2 separate regions of the Mus musculus genome follow, and region 1 is linked to region 2. Evidence: chromatin contacts called from public HiCAR-type data. All regions are on one chromosome and are shown on one strand. The core of a region is the stretch at or near the end of the contact, and the rest is flanking DNA. Distances in the headings are between cores, read along the strand shown.

Evidence for each region. HiCAR-type assays count read pairs that join an accessible place to other places.
Region 1: a HiCAR-type map of astrocytes shows a contact between it and region 2, with 4 times the contacts expected there. The contact joins the promoter of Lrrc70 here to the promoter of Sgtb in region 2. A contact is called at or near these places in 4 of 39 promoter capture datasets (hippocampal neurons, liver, pre-B cells and 1 more) and 1 of 115 datasets of contacts at active chromatin or transcription factors (astrocytes).

What each region holds. Positions count from the first base shown.
Region 1 is chr13:106,834,833-106,838,737 of GRCm38.p6, reverse strand. Lrrc70 (leucine rich repeat containing 70) reads left to right here and starts at 2,436. Exons shown (of 2, transcript NM_001378597.1): 1 at 2,436-2,526; 2 at 3,902-3,905. The region is part of intron 27 of Ipo11 (importin 11); the gene reads left to right. Ipo11-lrrc70 (Ipo11-lrrc70 readthrough) reads left to right here and starts at 2,436. Exons shown (of 4, transcript NR_165805.1): 1 at 2,436-2,526.
Region 2 is chr13:104,107,801-104,111,954 of GRCm38.p6, reverse strand. It overlaps Sgtb (small glutamine-rich tetratricopeptide repeat (TPR)-containing, beta), which reads right to left and starts at 2,214. Exons shown (of 11, transcript NM_144838.2): 1 at 1,986-2,214; 2 at 766-885. The coding sequence starts at 865. It overlaps Nln (neurolysin (metallopeptidase M3 family)), which reads left to right and starts at 2,341. Exons shown (of 13, transcript NM_029447.2): 1 at 2,341-2,539. The coding sequence starts at 2,499.

The sequences.
Region 1 (3,905 bases), core at 1,187-3,686, 2.7 Mb before region 2:
CTGCCCCTAATCTGTTGGCTTCTCTCTGTTCTAGCTGAATTCAAGTCAGTTTGTACAGACACAGGGAGTTGTTTTCTCTAAAGTCTTCACTTAGTGGTTATATTTTTATTGTTAGAAGGGGTATGTTGCTATTTGGAAAAATTAAACATGAAGAACAAAATTCTTTTGGTAGAATGCAATAGTTTTATGTAATTCATAAAGGTTCTTTATAGTTACTGAAAGAGAATTTTGTAGACTTCCCAAGTGACACCCTCCCCCTGAAATTAGTAGTTAAGGCAATATATAGAAACAGGTAAAGTAGACAGGCTACGGAGGAGAAGGAGTCCTCACGTCGTTCTGATCTTGTCTTGTGTGTCTTCCCTTTATTTTGAATTTAATAGACTTGCCCTTTAACTCTTTCCTGTTTGACTTGTATGATTTAATTGAAAATTGTGTGCATAGTATTCTCTCCCACTTTGTATGTTACTGATAATACTAAAAATAAATTGATAAAAGTCAGAAATCAATGGCTAAACTATGTATAATTATTCAGCTAGAAGACTTTTATTTATTTACTTGTATGTGGACGCATGCGTGAGATAAATATATATGTATGTGTGTGTGTGTATGTATGTATGTATGTATGTATATGTGTGGCACATATATCGAGGGCACAGGACAACTTGAGAGTTGGTTGTGTCCTTTCACCTTGTGGAGACAGGGTCTCTCTTTTTTTCTGCCACGCTGTATACTCTAAGCTGCCTGGCTTGAAAGCTTGTAGACAGCTCTCTTGCTCTCACCTCTGACTCAGAATAGGAGGATGAGATGCATGAGGTGCGTGCCACTGGATCTGGCTTCCTTATATGGTGCTGGGGTCCAACTCAGGTCACCAGGCTTGTATGCCAAGAGCTTTACCTTCTGAGCGGGCTGCCTGGCTCCTAAATCTTTATTTAAATAAAAAATTACGTTATATTCAGATTACTTTTCATGCCAAAGTATTCAAATTAATTCAGACATTCATATAGAGTAAAAAGTAATTCAGGAACATCTACTTTTACTCTTCCGCAACTCATTCCCTCCCTCCCCCCTCCCTCCCTCCCCCCCCTCATGTGTCATATGTAAACACATTGGTGTGTGTGTGTGGTGTACATTTGCACATGTGTTTGAAAACCAGAGTTCATCTTTTTTTTCAAGATAGAGTCTCTTGCTGATTTAGGTAGGATGCTGTCCAGCAGACCTCGGGATCCCCTCCTGTCTCTGCCGTCCCAATGCTGGGGTCTGAGTATATGGAACCACATCAGCTTTTTTGACATGGGTGCTGGTGGTCTGAGCTCAAGTGTTGATGCTTGCATAGTAAGCATCTTACCTACCCAGTCATCTCCCCAGTCTCTTCTCCCTAACTTTTTATCCAGGGATAAACTCTGTTAATAATTTGGTAAGGGAGTTTATGTTACTTTCCAACCCAGGGCATGGCCTTAATTTCCTCAATTAATTGATAGTAATCAGTATTTTCTAAACAAAAAATATTTTTAAAAATTCAAAATATTAGAATATTGTGTTAATATTTTGTTCATCCTAAATTATTTACTAACTTTATGTTCTTTTAAAAATCAATAAGTCTTCAGTAAGTATTTGAAAATAAATAGGACAATGCGCTTAAAAATTCTTGGTGTGGTAGTACATGCCTTTAATTACAGACTCAGGAGGCAGAGTCAGGCAGGTCTCTTATGAGTTCAAGGCAAACCTGGCTTTTATGTATAGAGGGTTCCAGGCTGGCCATGATTACATAATGAGACTCTGTCTCAAATGTTTTTATAAAGATCACTTTATTTTATATACTCCTATTTCAGTGTGCTTTTGATTTAGTGACTGTGATATTGAGCAGGGGAATGTCTGTCAGTAATGTACTTGGCTTCCGATCCTCAACACCTACCTTCAAAATCCAGCTGTGGTCCTAACTCTGGGGAGTAGCAACTGTCTGAGAAACTGTCTGTGAGCTCAGATTGTGAGAACCTAGCTTAACAAGCAAGTTATAGGGTAACAGAGGGGGACACTGGTGTCAATTCTGACCTTCACGCACGCGTGCAGGCATGCACGCACACACAAACACAGAGACAATATGTGTTGTTGATAACTAGAGACTTCTTATTTAGATTTTTGAATACCTCAAGTTTTCAGACATTTGGCTTTAAAATCCTCTTTCAAGTTATAGGAATTACTTAGGTGTATATATTAGGAAAACTGAGTGCGTTCTGAAAAAAAAAATACTTTCCTGAGACTTCCTTTCAACAATACTTTTGAAGCACAGATAAACTTGCTTCCTGTCTCTCAGTTTCCTGTATCCATGGCAACCCCTGTTTTACACATTGGCTGTAGAGGAACCAGTGTGAAGAGTGGCGTTTCCTGCATAGCCATGGCTTTAAAATTCAAAAAACGGTGGAGTGCTGGCGGTCAGCAGTGCCCAGAGGAACTGAGTTAAAGAACGGAGCTCTGCAGAGTTAAAACAAAGCCTTAAAGCCACGTGATGATACGAGTCCCGTATCCTTGGTAAGATTATTTAAGTACAGTTGTTTAGCCGAAAGAACCTGGTGGAAAAGTACAGCCTGCTTTTTCTGTTCGTATTTTCCTAAGTTATTATTTGATGTTAGGCTTCATATAGGTTATGGGGCATGTATCCAAAAATCGTTATCCTCACGTCATTTGTTATGTGTGTCAGAGTCGGTTCTAAAAGTTTATCTTAGCAAACATATTTTAGTTTGTTGAGTTTGAATTATCTTTGCTAAAGAATTGATTTCATAGCTGTGTTAGCAGTTCATACTGTCACCCATAATATGTGTTAACACGCGGTTTTGGCTTATCCTACTTTAAATGGACTATTGAAGTTTCAGTATTTTGATACTTTTGTTTTAAGACCTTTCTGACAATTTAAAATTTTGTCTTTGGAGTCAGTTCTGATGTGGAAAAAGAAGTTAGGTTGGGTTACATGTGGATTTTTATTTTCTCTTCCTTGCCTGTGTTTATTTCTGGTTGCTACCTGCTCTTTTTTTTGTTCGTTTGTTTGTTTTTAATATCATTATTGTTATTTGTATTCTTACCAACTCTAAATGGAAGACAGACTACCCCAGTCCTTTCACATTCCTTAGAATTTTCCTAAAGGTCCAGTTTTTCTGGATTTGGGAATAATGTTTCATGTTAGTGAAATTGGATTATTTAATTCTTTTCCAGAATTCTATTTGGGTAACTATCACGTATGAATATCTTAAAGGCTTTGTTCAGTTAAGCCATTTGTATTTTCTATCTTTAAACAGTTGTATAAATTGCTTAGCGCCTAAGGGGTGATGAGATGTTCATAGTTTATATTTGTGGTCTAACTGGGTGTCTTTTGTTCTAAGGACATTGATTGGTGGTGTGTAAAAGTCTACACTTACCGAGAACTCACCACTGTCCTAGACATAGTTGGTATACTTGTTCTGTTCCCAGATTCTTTTTATTGAACAATAAAAATTTAAGGACATAGATCTCAGACTTTCAATGTCTTATCTCTCTTCATTTTTTGTATCTAGAAAGTAATATCTTAACAAAAGTAACATTAAATGTTGTTACAAATCTTGAGACTGTCTTTAAGTTACCTTTTTGAATCATGACAGCCTTTTGCATTTATCAGTGAGCTATTAATGTAAATTATTCCCTCCTGAAGCGTGTAAAGATCATAAATGTCACTAGGATTGGGTTTAGTAAAATTAACAACCTTAAACATTTGACTTTAACTGAGAGTTATTTTAGAAATTGTAAACCTGATACATTTAGCTTGTTAAGCAATTTATTGTAAATTAGAAACAAGCATCTTAACATAGATAATAATACATTTGAACCTCTGGGAGCATCTTGAAGATCCTTAATCTGTCATTTAATAATCTTACAGAATT
Region 2 (4,154 bases), core at 965-3,464:
GAAGGGAATTCCAACCTGCCTGCTATTTATTAAGCTCTCCCCAGTGTGCTCCCATTGTGATAATTAAGTCTGCAGACCACAAGGAAGCTAGGCTCACTGAACTTTCACCAGCCTGTCTATATCGTTTTGCCTTCTTATGGCTATACCGAGTTAAAATTTTATAATGCATAAACATGAAGTGATGGCGTCAAGGAAATGCCATGGTGCTCCTCCAGTCCTGCTTAGCTTTACTGAATCCAAGATTTAAAGCTCACGGAAAACAAGGGCGAAATTCTCTCATCCTCCAAAGCACCGTTTGCTAGAGTTCGGTAACAGTACTAATTAATTACTGAGTTGTTTTGTTTTTAACACGGTGCTATTGCCATGACTAAGGTATTTTCGTATGTTCAGAATGAGATTCTTTGCTATTAGGAAAATAGGGGGAAATCTTTGAAGTATAGATTTGAATGTAAACATCAGCTTTGTTACATGGTAGCCGTTCTGCTGCTTAAACAATCTAATTTCCTAGTCTGTTCATTGGGGATAATGTTCCCATGATGAAAAACTTCCCTAAAATATGAATGACATACTTCTGACAGTAATTTTTCAGTAGACAAATAGTCCTATTTCCTATTAGTTAAAACAAACCTCAAAAAATGGAAATAACATATCTAGTTAAGCCTCTCAACAAAATATTCTGATTTTGTTATTAAAAACCATAAGCTTTGGATTGTAGCTATTTTAGTATTTCTTTACAAAATTAGGACACAAACAATAGGTGCCTACCTTCCAAACTTTCTTGTTCATCAGAAGTATATGCATCCATCTGACTTTGTTCCCGCAAGAAACGAATAACTGCATAAACTAGGGGCTTCACAGATGACATTTTAGACGCTTAAATATCTCCTTGATTAAAAAAGAAGAAGAAAATAACAAGGGTCATCCACCAAGTTCAAAGCAATAAAAGCAAAAATATTCATTACCTTGATTACTTTTCTCTCTTTAAAGGGTCCAGAAAGCACAAGTGGTTATAGTCATGTATTCCACATGCTCATTCAGACCCAGCACTATTCAACTATGTTAAAGCTTGCATCAGTAAAAAAATAAAAATAACAAAGACAGATTTTCAAAACATGTGTAGCAACGCCTAGAGCTCACCGTGTCTTAACAGCATATATGATACAGATACAAGAAAGTATAGGAGTGCAGACATATGGAGAATCACCCTTGAAAGGCCTCGCTTCTAAGTTGAGGGAGATCTCGTACTGCTGACTCAGAATGTGAGCCATAGTGAGAGCATCTTCCTTTATTCCAAGAGATTTTTTTTAATGTATTAATCATTTATACTCTACTACTTTTGTAGGTTAAGAGTCACTTGCTGACGACAAGGCTCTGTGGAAAGGTTATTCAACCATTGAGTGTTATTGTTAAAACCCGGCGTTTCTATTTAATCAGTACACTGGTCAGAAATCACCGTCTAACCCGATAGATAGTACAAACCGATCTGCCCCTGCCTGCAGTAGCTGTGCTCTCGTGGACAAGCTGGAAGCTCCTGGCCGCGTTCATTCACATGGAATACTATGCATCCAAACAGTGGCGCAGGGCCAGGTGGCATTAATGGCTTATTTCCACTAAATCGTATCAGCAATCTGCTCCCCGGGATCCCTAATTCACAGCCAGGGTGTGGTACCCGCTTCTAGGATGTTTATTAGCTTTGTACTTCTTTTAAAGGCGAATCTACTCCCTAGGCCAGAGAGGTTATTTCACTCTCTGACTAAGGACCCGGGGCAGAAGAGGGAAACAGAATGGGGGTGGGGAGAGCTGTCCAACCTCCTCCAAGCTTCCCCTCCTACATCTCCAATCACATCCACCTCCCACCCCCATGGTTCCCTCCCCGTTGTACCCCGGCTTTGCCTCAGCCCAGACAGTGTTTGCAGGGGGTGCGCGGTGCAGGCCTCCATCTGGGGCTGCGGGAGACGCACCCTTTCCAGAGAGAAGCCCCTTACCACGAGAGGACACGAGATGACGGCTGCGGGCCCGGGGGCGTCGGGAAGCGGGTCCGCCTGTCCCCGCGGTCCTCGGGGCTTGAGCGGTGTTCTGGATCGCAGAGGGGGCCACGGCTCCCAAACTTCCCCCGCTCCAATGCTGCCGCCGCCGCCGCCCCCTCAGCCCACCCGGCTGCTCGCAAGGCTCTCGGACGACAGTGCTTGCTGGATCCGCCCCAGGGGCGGAGCAGGGCACGGAGGGGTGGGGTGGAGGCGGGGCAGAGAGAGGGGCGGGGCGATGGACTCGGGGCGGGGACGGAGCCGGATGCGGGGCGGGGCTAGGGGCGGGGCCACGGCGTAGGCGTGGGCCTGCAGCACGTGGGAGGGCGCTGGCTAGCGGCCTCAGTCTCGAGATCTGGTCTGCTCCGCTCTGCCCGCTCTCGGCTTCCGGGCTCGCAGACTCCACCGCCCGCCTCCTGCACCTACCAAGCCGGAGGACCACGCGCCAGCTGCTGCCGGCCTCCCGGCCTGCCCATGATCACCCTGTGCCTTTCGGCTCTGCGAGGCCTCCACAGGTACTCTAGTGGGCGGGTTAACCTTGACCGTGGGCAAGGGTGGGGTCGTCTGTCGACGACAGCCGTGGGGCCTGGTGCAGCCCTACTACACCCACCCAGGATGCCTCTGGGACTGTTCTTTCCCTCTGCCTGCTTGATGGACTCTGTAGGGACACCTGGTGCAGCAACCTGGGGCCACCTTTCCCTTGCCGCTTCCCCCAGGAGGCCGTCCTTTCCCCTTTGTTTGGGATTGCTTCAGCCGCAGTCTGTGAGAATTGTTGGGTTCACAGACCCAACCCAAAATAAATACGGAAGGATAGACCGACGCGCCCTTCAGACCTGCGGACCTGATACAGAGAGTGCCGCAGCTGTGGACTCCAGAAAGCAAGCATTTTCGTACGCACCTCATGCACTTGTTAGCGGTCCAGGCGTTTAATATACACCCGAGACCGCTTTGGTTTTCATACTTATTTCCGTCCTTGCTTTCTAACTTCATTTTTATATCCCTCCTTCCTTAAAACATTCGATCTCTTAACCTGGCAAATTGACTTGGTCCAGAATTGTTGCTTGGACACGGTTTGAATTGCTTCCTAGCGCTCTAACCACACCCCTCTGCAACAGACCAGTAGCAAAATGGTGAGAGAATTAAATTCTTTGCACGGATATGCCGGGTTTTCGGGAACAAAGCCGCCACCACCTCCCATTGCCAAATCTGCCTTACACTGAAATTTCATGTGAAAGTTCAACGGGGAAAAAAGAACTTTGTGGGGTTTGTAGATGTGCACACAACTATTTCAACCATCAGCATTTCTGCTTTTCGTCATTTTCTATTGTGCTTTGCCACTCATCTGCGTGGATCACTGTGTTCCTTAGCCCTTGTGCACCCAGGGGACAATAGTGATTCTTCAGAGTTCACCTGATGACTGTGACCATTATTTGAGCAAGGTTTGTTGTTTTCTGGTCTCCAGGCTGGAAGTGGTAAAGCTGTCAAATGAAGTTCTTTTTTCCATTTAATGGAAAGCAAGAAGAGAGAATAAATTTCCATTATAACGCTGCTAGCTCTCTTTTCTAACTTTTTAATATTAAGACCCCTTTACCTTTAAAAATTGCTGAAAACCTAGGAACATTAATTTTGTTGTTGTCGATTATATCTACCGATAGTTAACCATATACAATTAAAACTGGGACATTCGGGCTGGAGAGATGGCTCAGTGGGTAAGAGCACCCGACTGCTCTTCCGAAGGTCCAGAGTTCAAATCCCAGCAACCACATGGTGGCTCACAACCATCCTTAACGAGATCTGACTCCCTCTTCTGGAGTGTCTGAGGACAGCTACAGTGTACTTACATATAATAATAAATAAATAAATCTTTAAAAAAAAAACTGGGACATTCATAAAGATTAATGTTTATCAAGTAGTAATAAATATATGCGTATTTTTCCATTTATCTTGTCAGTGGATGCTGGAGTGACTTAATACAAAATGGCTTGATTACTACACATACCTGTACATTTAAGCTGTTTCTCCATTTTATTTTGATTTAAGAAGGAAAACCTTACTTCACATTCATATATAGGTAGAAAGAGAAGAATTTTTTTAAGCTTTATTTATTTTATTTATATGAGTATACTGTAG